Regions from separate parts of the Anas platyrhynchos genome. Here region 1 is linked to region 2. A link is a contact called in public Hi-C data. All regions are on one chromosome and are shown on one strand. Each heading gives the region's core, a stretch centred on a gene start, on an enhancer-like site or on the middle of the called end of the contact. The rest is flanking DNA. Distances are from core to core; before and after follow the strand shown.

Region 1 (5,021 bases), core at 2,163-4,662, 50 kb after region 2:
GCTGTGACCACCATGTCCCCAGCTAGGAGGCAGGACCGGTACCTTTAGCTGAATGCCGGGCTCTGCCACAGCTCTGAAGGGAGTCGCCTGCCAGTACGTCTGCTCCGTCTGTTTCCACATTACCACGTAAAAGCTAGAGCTGTCTTGATAGCCAAAAATAAAACCAGCGTAGTCATCGTCTGTCACTGTGTTCACGTGGAAAGTGCCCTCGAAGTCGACACCATTAAAAGCTGTGTAACCTAAGAGGACACATAGGTTAAAACCAAGCCTGCAGACAACACGTTTGCATGCCAAAAGATTTTCTGCTGTAAAGCCTGAATCTCAGAAGAGGGACACATACCAACAGCAAGGCCAGGATCACTGTTCATGGTCTGCACGATTTCCATGCCCTGTAAGATTAAATTCAGGGTGGTTAGTGTGCGTGACGAATTGGGTTGGCTAAGCCTGTCAAGCCCCTTCTGGCCTCCTGCTAGCACCCCCTCCATCCATCTCCTCCTTTGGCTCATAACATGTCTGTAACACTTGTAGCTCTGAATTAAAATGAGAGCTATAATCAAATCCTAATGTTTCAGCTGCTTGTGCGCACAGAGGCAGGAAGGATTTTTCTCTTCCCACTGCAGGACTGAATTTACTGGTATTCTGGTACTTTCCCTCCCTCTCCCAATTCTCCTGAAATCACCAAACCTGGGCAGAATTGGAGATGGGACTGAAAAAAACAAATGAGGGAAGAGGGCTTTTGCAAAGCTTAGCTCACAGAATTTGACAACAGACTTTAAGACTAAACTGACTGCCAGGACTGCCCTAAGGAAGGCTTATGTATTTCAGCTCCACTTGGCAGTGGGAGTCAAATGTGCATTCCTTGCAACTCTGAACACATTCACCTCCTGAAGACTAAAATGTGTCAGTGTAAATAACATTTACTGGACTCTATCTAGGAGTAAATGCTCTGCTATATGGCAGCTCAGACTTTCAAACAATAGAAAGGACTCATGAGACTTCGTTATTTCATCAGGATGACACAACAGTCTCATGTTTGCCATCTTGGCAGCAGTGAAATCCACCCAGCACAAGTCAACCAGCTTGTAGTTATTTTAGTTCATTAGCAGCTTCAAGCTTCAAGCTGTCACGCACTGAAGGAAAAGTTGTTTCACTGTAACACCTGTAAAACAGTCAGCCAACAAGCAATTTCCATTTCTCACTTGTTTGTGAGAGGTCCAGCAATTATAGAGACAGTTTTACTGTGCCTTTCAGATGATCTTTCTCAGCCAGGTGACAAAGACCAGAGAGATGTATTTTTACCTGGTTCAGAACCACCCAGTTGGGATCAATCTGCGCATCTCCCTCCGGGTCCAGCACTACTGTCTGGTAGGCTCTAAAGTCTGTCAAGGTGATCTCCGCGTTCTCAGGGCAGACGTCGATCCGATCAATTACTGTATCCTGGTCAAAATCAGACTCGCAGATATCCCCAACTCCATCACCTGTATGCAGCAGAGAAGCGAGAGCAGATTCATGGTGTAGCAGGAATCCACACCTGGCCTAGTCACTGCACCAGGGTGTCCAAGGAGCAGGTGAATGGAGTCTCAGCCCTGATGACCAAAAAAAATCCCTGGGGATGGGACCCAAGGAGCTCTGTCTTGGCCAAAGGCACAGTCCTGGGACACAGTGCTGTGCAGGGAGTGTATGCACACGTGGTGACTGGGGCAGGTTAAGTGTGTGTGTTGGGGAAAAACATGGTACTATAAGCACCAAATCAGCTACTGAAAGCCCAGCTTACCATTGTCATCTTCCTGCCCTGGGTTGGGGACCAGCCTGCAGTTGTCAGGGCCAGGGGGCAGGAGGTCAGGAATGCCATCGTTATCATCATCCTCATCACACTCGTCACCCAGCCCATCCTTATCGGTGTCCAGCTGGGAGCTGTTAATGATGGTGGGGCAGTTGTCTGTGCTGTCCTGGTGCCCGTCACCATCGCTGCAAGCACGGAGACAAAGAGAAACAAACAGCACACTGGCATCAGCTCCTGCCTCTGCACGGGGGAGAGCACCTGTATCTGAAGGGGACCTGCACCAGGGGCCCCCCTGGAGCTGGCAAACAGAGAAGGAGGACGTTGTGACCTGGTGTCACTTAGGCAGCTGAACAGCAAAGAGACAAGGAACAATCAGGCCATACAGTAAGGTGGCAGAGGAAGAAGGCTACCCAGATGAGGAAAACAGAAGAAAGCCTTACAGGGAGTGGGAAAAGATTCCACAGCCAGGATCCCAAATGACACGTGCTCCTAACAAGCACCTAAAGCACACCCAACAAGTGCCGTGTCACCAACCAAAAGGCACCCAGGAGACACAGTAAGAGGTCAACAGTCGGCATCTCTGCCCATAACATCCACAAGTGTCTCGGTGCTCATGAATGCGTGAGTGTGAGTGAAATCTGTGAAAGAATCTGTGTGAGCACCAGAAATCAGACTTTTTTTTTTTTTTTTTTTTTTTAAAAAAGCACCACTTTCAACCTCCTGCATACCATATCTTGTTATGTTACTTTCCCATGGGTAGCTGAGCAGTAAGGAGTCTGCAGCTCCCAAGCACAACAAAAAACATCAGGTGGTTACATGAAGAGTCACCAGTACCAGAGACACAAAGTATAGGAAAGGGTTATGGAATGGCTGCCTTGTTTTTCCATTTAAAAGGCTAAGTACATCTTAACCACTGGGACAAAGAAAAAAAGAGGGCTTGAGGGGCTTGTACTTCTTGTTTCCAACAGATTTTTATTTTTTTTTTAGCCCAAGAGCTAAATGCAGCTGTTGTATTTCTAGGATTCTGGGCACACTTTTATGATGAGATTTTATTCCCCAGGGGAGGTGCAGGGACACTTCAGACATGTGCCCAGAGATTAGGATAAAAGCCACAGCAATGGCCTGAAGTCAGGTGTGTTTTGCACACACACCACAAACAAAATGTTTTCTGGCAAGGTGGACATATTTCCCCTCCGCAGCCTTTTGTTTAGCATAGGCAGAGCAAAAGAGGCTGCGTTGCAGTTTACAGCTATGCATATTCCCACCTGTCCCACCCTGCTTAAGAAAGGTGCTTTAATTTTAGATCAGAGCAACTAATGCCTACAAGTCCTCAAGTGGAAATACAGTGAGGACCATGCACATCTGTCTGTTGAGAGGTTAACCTCAGGCAGGACAACAGTATGTTCTACCAGGAGATTCTTCCTGCAGATTAGTTAGGTTTGAGGAAAAAAATACATGTTCCTTTTTGAAAACAGGAAAAAAAACAACAAGGCCATACTTAAGAGTGAAACAGCTCCCAAACACTGGGGGCCTCATCAGCTAGTGGTTCAAAACTCTCAGAAGTGCTCCCAGCAGAAGTGGGGAAGTAGACTCCTGAACTCATAGCAGCCACCAAGAGCCACAAGGTCAGACCTTGCAGCTTGGTTGCGTCAGCACAGGATTTATCACTTCCCTTTCCCCTCGCTTCAAGTGAGGAGCATGGGGGAGGACTTGATGCCCTCAAAGGTGGTTGTGCAGAACCTGCTTCCAGAGAGGTGTCATGCAGTTTCTTGTAGGACATGCTCCCCTGAACAGTCGGGGCATGTGAAGGCAATAGAGCAGCCTTGCCACTCTTGCTGTGTCTAAAGCAAAGTGGTATATTTGGAAATGTTTTGTGCATGCTAATAAAGTTCTGAAACACTGTGTTCTTATGGAAAACCACATACCCCTTAACTGTGAAATTTCTGCTAAAGCAGAGAGAGGAATGCTAAACTGTTTCTTGTTTCTGCTAAAAAAGAGAGGAATGAAAAAGGAAGACAATTAAAAAAAAAAGAGAGCATGTTCCCTCACTACAAAGCTCTGCAAGGTGCTCATAGTGTGATTCCTGACACTGCTATTAGTGTCATTTCCACAGAAATTCATAGGAAGTGTGTGTGAACATGGGGCTGGAGTGAAGGGCTCCATTACCATACTGCTACAGGGAAGTGAACCAACAAGGCTTATAAATCACAACGTTGTTTTTGAAATGACCCCCTTGAGGAGGTATTAAAATCAAATGCTGCCTAATATGAGGGATAACAATTCTCCAAGAACCAGTAGAATGCTTCAGCTCACAATAGCCTGTTCTCTTCCCTGCTGCTGTCATAAGCTATAACACACTGTACCTGTCCTGATTGGTATCACACGAATCTCCAACCAGGTCATTGTCGATATCAGACTGCAAAAGAAAACAGAGGAAATTCCAGTATCAGCTGCTGAGAGCATCTATTAAAAAGGCAGTATTATCAAAACATAAACAATTAAAAATAAAAGCACGGAAAAATCTTTGTTTTGTAAAACCTATTTTCTTCTTTGCATCATTCATTTAACCAAAAAGTCAGTTTTATTAAAGAAAAACACATACAATGAATAGGCAGAGTTAAACTAGACTGGAGTAGTTCAGGATGAGCAGTTCAAACAAGATTCCTCAACAACTGGAATTAAGTACCCCTTATGTCTAACTGAGGTTCATCTCTTACGTGGCTTCAAAAATCTACCATGTTTCTTTAAAGCTTCCAGCATTTAGTAGTTTCAAATGGTTTAATCAGAATTTAAAACAAATCAAAAGTCTAATTGACTTCTCACCCACAAGCAGTGAAAATTTTACGAATTAATGACATCTAAATTTGGTCCTAATTAAAGAAATACTGAATGTAACCATATCATGCCACTGTGTGGTGTGTGGCATTGCACTTCATGGGACTGGAGCAGGCCTACGTTTTACAGTCTGACAGCTGAAGATACTAGTAGGGGAGAGATGTTAACAACATCCCAGGATATTAGAATACACATTGTGGCTCCTATTTTCAATGACAGAAGCAGATCAATGTCCACAAAACATCCTGAATACCTACTGATAAAAAATAAACACTGGCCGCCTCATTCTCTTGCATCTTTTTGGATCTAAACAGTCCCTTCCCTTAAATAAGGACTTTTTTTTTTTTTTTCTGCCTGCTAACCTGGTTTGGGTTGCTGACTGTAGGGCAGCTGTCACAGGCAT
Region 2 (4,826 bases), core at 1,730-4,229:
ATACGGAGAGTGACCCAAAGCAGTAAAACACTGCACTGTGTGAGTCAAGGTTTTTCTCTCCACCACCAACCTCCTGATATGCTGATGCTTGAACTCTTCCACCGCACCCATATGTCACCTTTATGCAGCCTCTTCTTGTAAGACAGTTTATTTTTAAATAAAACCTCAGATTCTCTTTCATGTTTTGATTTAATTTTGCAGATGTGGAAATTAAGCCATGCCTGACCAGTCAGCTTTTTGTGATTGTACAAGAAGTCTGGAACAGAAATAGAAAAAGAACACATTTTTGCTTAGTTCTTACTATTCTGTGTATTGCCGTGTCTCAACCACATGCTTCAAGAACCTGACTGTGTTTCAAAGTTAAAAATAACAGTGGTTTTCTACAGCTGGCCACACCACTCTCCTGTACACTGTTCAGTCCTTGATTCCTTTTCTTTGGCCCTGTCTTTACAGAGAGGGGCTGTAAATTAGAGAAGTTGTGCTTAGACTCAGCCCTGACCCGAGGAGTCCTCGCTTGAGGTTGTGGCTGCTGATGCTCCTACAAAGTACGGGTCTCAGCTGCACTCTTGCCTAGGGTTCTGTAGGATCAGTGCGAGCTGGTGTCCTTTGCCATCCGATTGACAAAACTGATCTTATGATATGGGTAAATACCACGTCTCTAACTAGTATATATGGATGTCAGAGTGCCATCAAAAATAAAGCACCTGTCTGCCTTCCATAAACTACACCCTCAGAGTAATTGTGGGCTTTTCAGTCCCCAGCAGAACACCGAATTATGCAACACTGGTTCATCACATGACCTGCTTTTTCTCCTAAAATATCAAATTTCTGTTTGTTTGCACACAAAGGGAAAGAGGAAGGGGTTTTACGTAATACATCCTGCAGTCCATACTGATTTCCTTTTTGCTCCATAAATCTGTGTTACCTACACATACACACAGTACAATAGCCTGTAGTCACAGAGTTCTTAAGACTAGTACTTTAGTTTTAAAATGCCTTAAATATTTATATTAAATATTATAGCATGGATATACATGGAGGCAACAAAGCAAACAAAACAAGGGAGTCTTCCCACAGAGAACCCGATTGCTACCACTGTTGGCTTTGTTTGCAAAATACCCTGAAATCACACAAGAAGCTGAGTTATCTAGGTAATAGCCCAATGAGAGGAGAAGCATTACTGGACCTGGCGCTCACCACCGTGGATGGAATAATAACAGAGGTCAAAATTGGAGGCAGTCTGGGCTGCAGTGATCACTCCTGGTGGAATCTGTGATCTTGAGGGATATAGGGCTGGCCAAGAGTGAAGTCAGGACCCTGAATTCTAGGAGAGCAATCTTCCAGCTGTTTAAAGAACTCTAGTGGATGAAATCCCCTGGGACACTGTCCTGAGGGACAGAGGAACTGATCAGAGCTGCCAACTCTTTAAGAACAGCTTTCACAGACCACAAGTGCTCTGGATCCCCATGTGTAATAAATCAAGCACGGAAGGCAGGAAAATGGCTGAGCAAGGACCTGCTGCTGGTCAAACTGAGGCACAAGAAGGAACTGCACAGGCAGTGGAAGCAGGGGTATGTGGCCTGGGAAGGATATGGGGATGTCACCCAGATGCACAGGGACAAGATCAGGAAAGCCAAGGCACAGTTGGAGCTGAAGTAGGAAAAGGTTGCAAAGAATAGTAAGAAGGGATTGTAGAGGTATATTAGCTAAAAGAGGAAGGCTAATGAGGGTACGCCCCCCCCCCCCCCCCCAAAATAAACCAGAAGGGTGAACTGGTAACAACAGATATGGGGAAGGATGAGGTACTCTGCAACTTTTTTTGCCTCAGTCTTCACTTTTCCCACAACTTTGCAGTCTCTCAAGCCCTTGAGCCTCAAGGCAGGGACTGGGGGAACAAAATCCTTCCTGCTGTGAGTGAAGATTGGGTTTGGGATGACCCAATGAAACCGAACAGGTACAAGTCTACAGAGCCCTGTGAGGTCATAGGATCACAGAATCATTAAGGTTGGAAAAGCCCTCCAAGATCATCTGGTCCAAACATCTCCCTAACACAAGTGTCACCCACTAAACCATGTCCCCATGCACCACGTCCAACCTTCTCCTGAACACCCCCAGGGACAGTGACTCCACCACCTCCCTAGGCAACCCGTCCCAGTGCCTGACTGCTCTTTCTGAGGAGAAATGTCTCTTCATTTCCACCCTGAACCTCCCCTGGCACAACTTGAGGCCATTCCCTCTGGTCCTATCACTGGTTATCTGTGAGAAGAGGCCAAACCCCAGCTCCCCACACCTTCCTTTCAGGTAGCTGCAGAGAGCAATGAGGTCTCCCCTGAGCCTCCTTGTCTCCAAACTGAGCAACCCCAGTGCCCTCAGTCGCTACCCATAGGACTTGTGTTCCAGGCCCTTCACCAGCTTCATAGCCCTGCTCTGGACACGCTCCAGGGCCTCGATGTCCTTCTGGTAGTGAGCGGCCCAAAGCTGAACACAGCACTCGAGGTGCGGCCTCACCAGAGCAGAGCACAGGGGGACGATCACCTCCCTGCTCCTGCTGGCTGCACCATTCCTGACACACCTGGGCACACTGCCGGCTCATGTTCAGGTGAGCATCGAGCAGCACCCCCAGGTCCTTTCCCCTGCACAGTTCCCAGCCACCCTGCCGCAGCCCTGCAGCGCTGCAGGGGCCGTGCACCCCAATGTCCTGAGGAACCTGCCAGGCGGAGCTGCCAACCCTCTCCCCACCGCCCTTCCTCCCCCCCCAACCCGCCCCTGGCCGTGCCACCCGCCCGACGTCTCTGCGCCCTGGGGCCGCCCCGCAGGTGCACGCAGCGGGCCGGGGGCTGGGGGCTGGGGGCTGCGGGCCCGCACCTGCCGCGGGTCTCCCCGCCGCGGGGCGCCCTGAGCGGGCTCCCCGGGCCTCGGGGGCCGCCGCTCCCTGACGACAGCGGAAGGCGGGCGGCGGGGCCGGGCCGAGGGCGGCGGGCAGAGGCGGTGCGGCCCCGCCCGCCGCCGCCGCGGTGCCCTGCGCGGCCCGGCCCAGCCCAACCCAAACCCGCACCCGCATGGGCTGAGGGAGGCGGCGAGGGGCCGGGGGGACGGAGCCAGAGCCGGAGCCGGGATGTCCGCGCCCTGCTGCGCCGGCCAGGTAGGGGCGGGGGGCTTGGGGGCAGCCCCCGGGGGGCTCGGAGCTCTCCGTTGTGCTCGCGGGTCTCGGCAGCCGCTGGCGCTGCCTCGAGCTGGAGCGGTCGCTGTGGGCTCGTCCCCGCGGCTGCGGCTCTGTGGAGGTGCAGGGGGTGAAGGGCGGCTCAGCCTGCCCGTCCCCCGGGCTCCCTGCAGCTCGCCAGGGAGCACGGAAGGGGGCAGAGCCTGCGTGGGGCAGCGCTGCTGCGCCGGTGGGTCTCGGGTCCTGCGGGAGCGGCTGAGGGAGCTGGGGGTGTGCAGGGAGCTGGGGGTGTGCAGCCTGGGGAAGAGGAGGCTCAGGGGAGACCTCATTGCTCTCTGCAGCTACCTGAGAGGAAGGTGTGGGGAGCTGGGGGTCGGCCTCTTCTCGCAGGTAACCAGTGATAGGAGCAGAGGGAATGGCCTCAATTTGCACCAGAAGAGGTTCAGGGTGGAAATGAGGAGACATTTCTGCTCAGAAGGAGCAGTCAGGCACTGGGACGGGTTGCCCAGGGAGGTGGTGGAGTCACTGTCCCTGGGGGTGCTCAGGAGAAGGTTGGACGTGGTGCTTGGGGACATGGTTCAGTGCTGACATTGGTGGTAGGGAGATGTTTGGACCAGATGACCGTGGAGGTCTCTTCCAACCCTAAAGATCCTGTGATTCCTTGGCTGCTGTTTCACACACATTCTGGCAGCGCTTGAAGCAAGGTTTAGCCCTCCTCAGTCTTTTCCACAGTGTGGAAAGAACAAAGTGCTGGCAGTAGGCACAGCTACGGGGGTGGTTCGTGGCTGTTCACATCTCGTTGCTTTTTTGGTGTACCTCCTGGAGAAGCATCTTAAAACCAGGAGGACAAAGCTGTCATGAGGGCCATGTGCTGAATGGCATGGATTCAGCACGACTGAACTGTGAAGGTTTCTTAGAGCCACTCTCAGTGTAGTAATATCTAGTAGTAATGTGTTTTATTGACACTGATGCGTCACTTTGGAGTCTGGAAAGAAGCTGAACTCCTTCGTGATGTTGGAGCCTAAGCAAAAGCCCTAACCATGCAGTCATGGTGCCAGAATTATGCAATACCCTGGGGAGATGTATTCTGCTGGCTCAAACATTATTTTTGATGTAAGACTTATCTGCACTAAATACAGCATATTGTTGGGCTTGTACCAGCACACTTAGCGTGGCTAACCTTTTTATATACAGATTAAGATGATAAATGACATAAATCGTGCTTCGATAGTGTACAGTGTAACTTTTTGAAAAGGAAAAATGGTCTTTGAGTTCACAGCTAGATGAGTTCCAACCTTGATGGAGGGGAGGCTGTTATTCCCGCGTGTTCATTATAGTAAACAAGAAGGGGTAGAAGTTCTTTCTCTCTCAGCTGAACTTCTTCAGGCATTTTACAAGTACTGTTAATCAAGCTGAAAAACTGAGGAGGAATTTGGCCTCTCTTTAAACGTTCTGCAGGATGTGACCGTCCCTACAGAAACAGCAATGATATGCTTGAGGAGAGATGGGACCTTACACAGTGAGTCCTGAAAAACAGCCCTTATGCTGGTCTCTCCTTTTGGCCTAAGAAATGCTGGTTTAATGTGCGTGATATCCCATGGCGTTTGTTTTGTTGGAGTGTTGTGTTGTAACAACAACAGAAAAAAAAAAAAAGTGTTTTTGGCCT

The links. Hi-C and Micro-C count contacts between places; a contact is called where the count stands out from the background.
Region 1: a contact with region 2 is called in a Hi-C map of skeletal muscle, with 2.3 times the contacts expected there. The contact joins the enhancer-like site here to the promoter of SERINC5 in region 2. A contact is called at or near these places in 2 of 8 Hi-C or Micro-C datasets (liver and skeletal muscle).

What each region holds. Positions count from the first base shown.
Region 1 is chrZ:24,294,524-24,299,544 of IASCAAS_PekinDuck_T2T, forward strand. It overlaps THBS4 (thrombospondin 4), which reads right to left. Exons shown (of 22, transcript XM_027446801.3): 14 at 4,981-5,021; 15 at 4,147-4,199; 16 at 1,775-1,968; 17 at 1,300-1,478; 18 at 341-389; 19 at 43-239. Among named protein-coding and RNA genes, the nearest start is that of THBS4, 31 kb to the right of the region's middle. Within about 2 kb of position 3,413, at least 1 of the 8 cell types and tissues checked has an H3K27ac peak or open chromatin away from gene starts, as enhancers often do.
Region 2 is chrZ:24,244,794-24,249,619 of IASCAAS_PekinDuck_T2T, forward strand. It overlaps SERINC5 (serine incorporator 5), which reads left to right and starts at 2,980. Exons shown (of 12, transcript XM_038170078.2): 1 at 2,980-3,142. The coding sequence starts at 3,116. CDK7 (cyclin dependent kinase 7) reads left to right here. Exons shown (of 11, transcript XM_038170171.2): 11 at 1-284.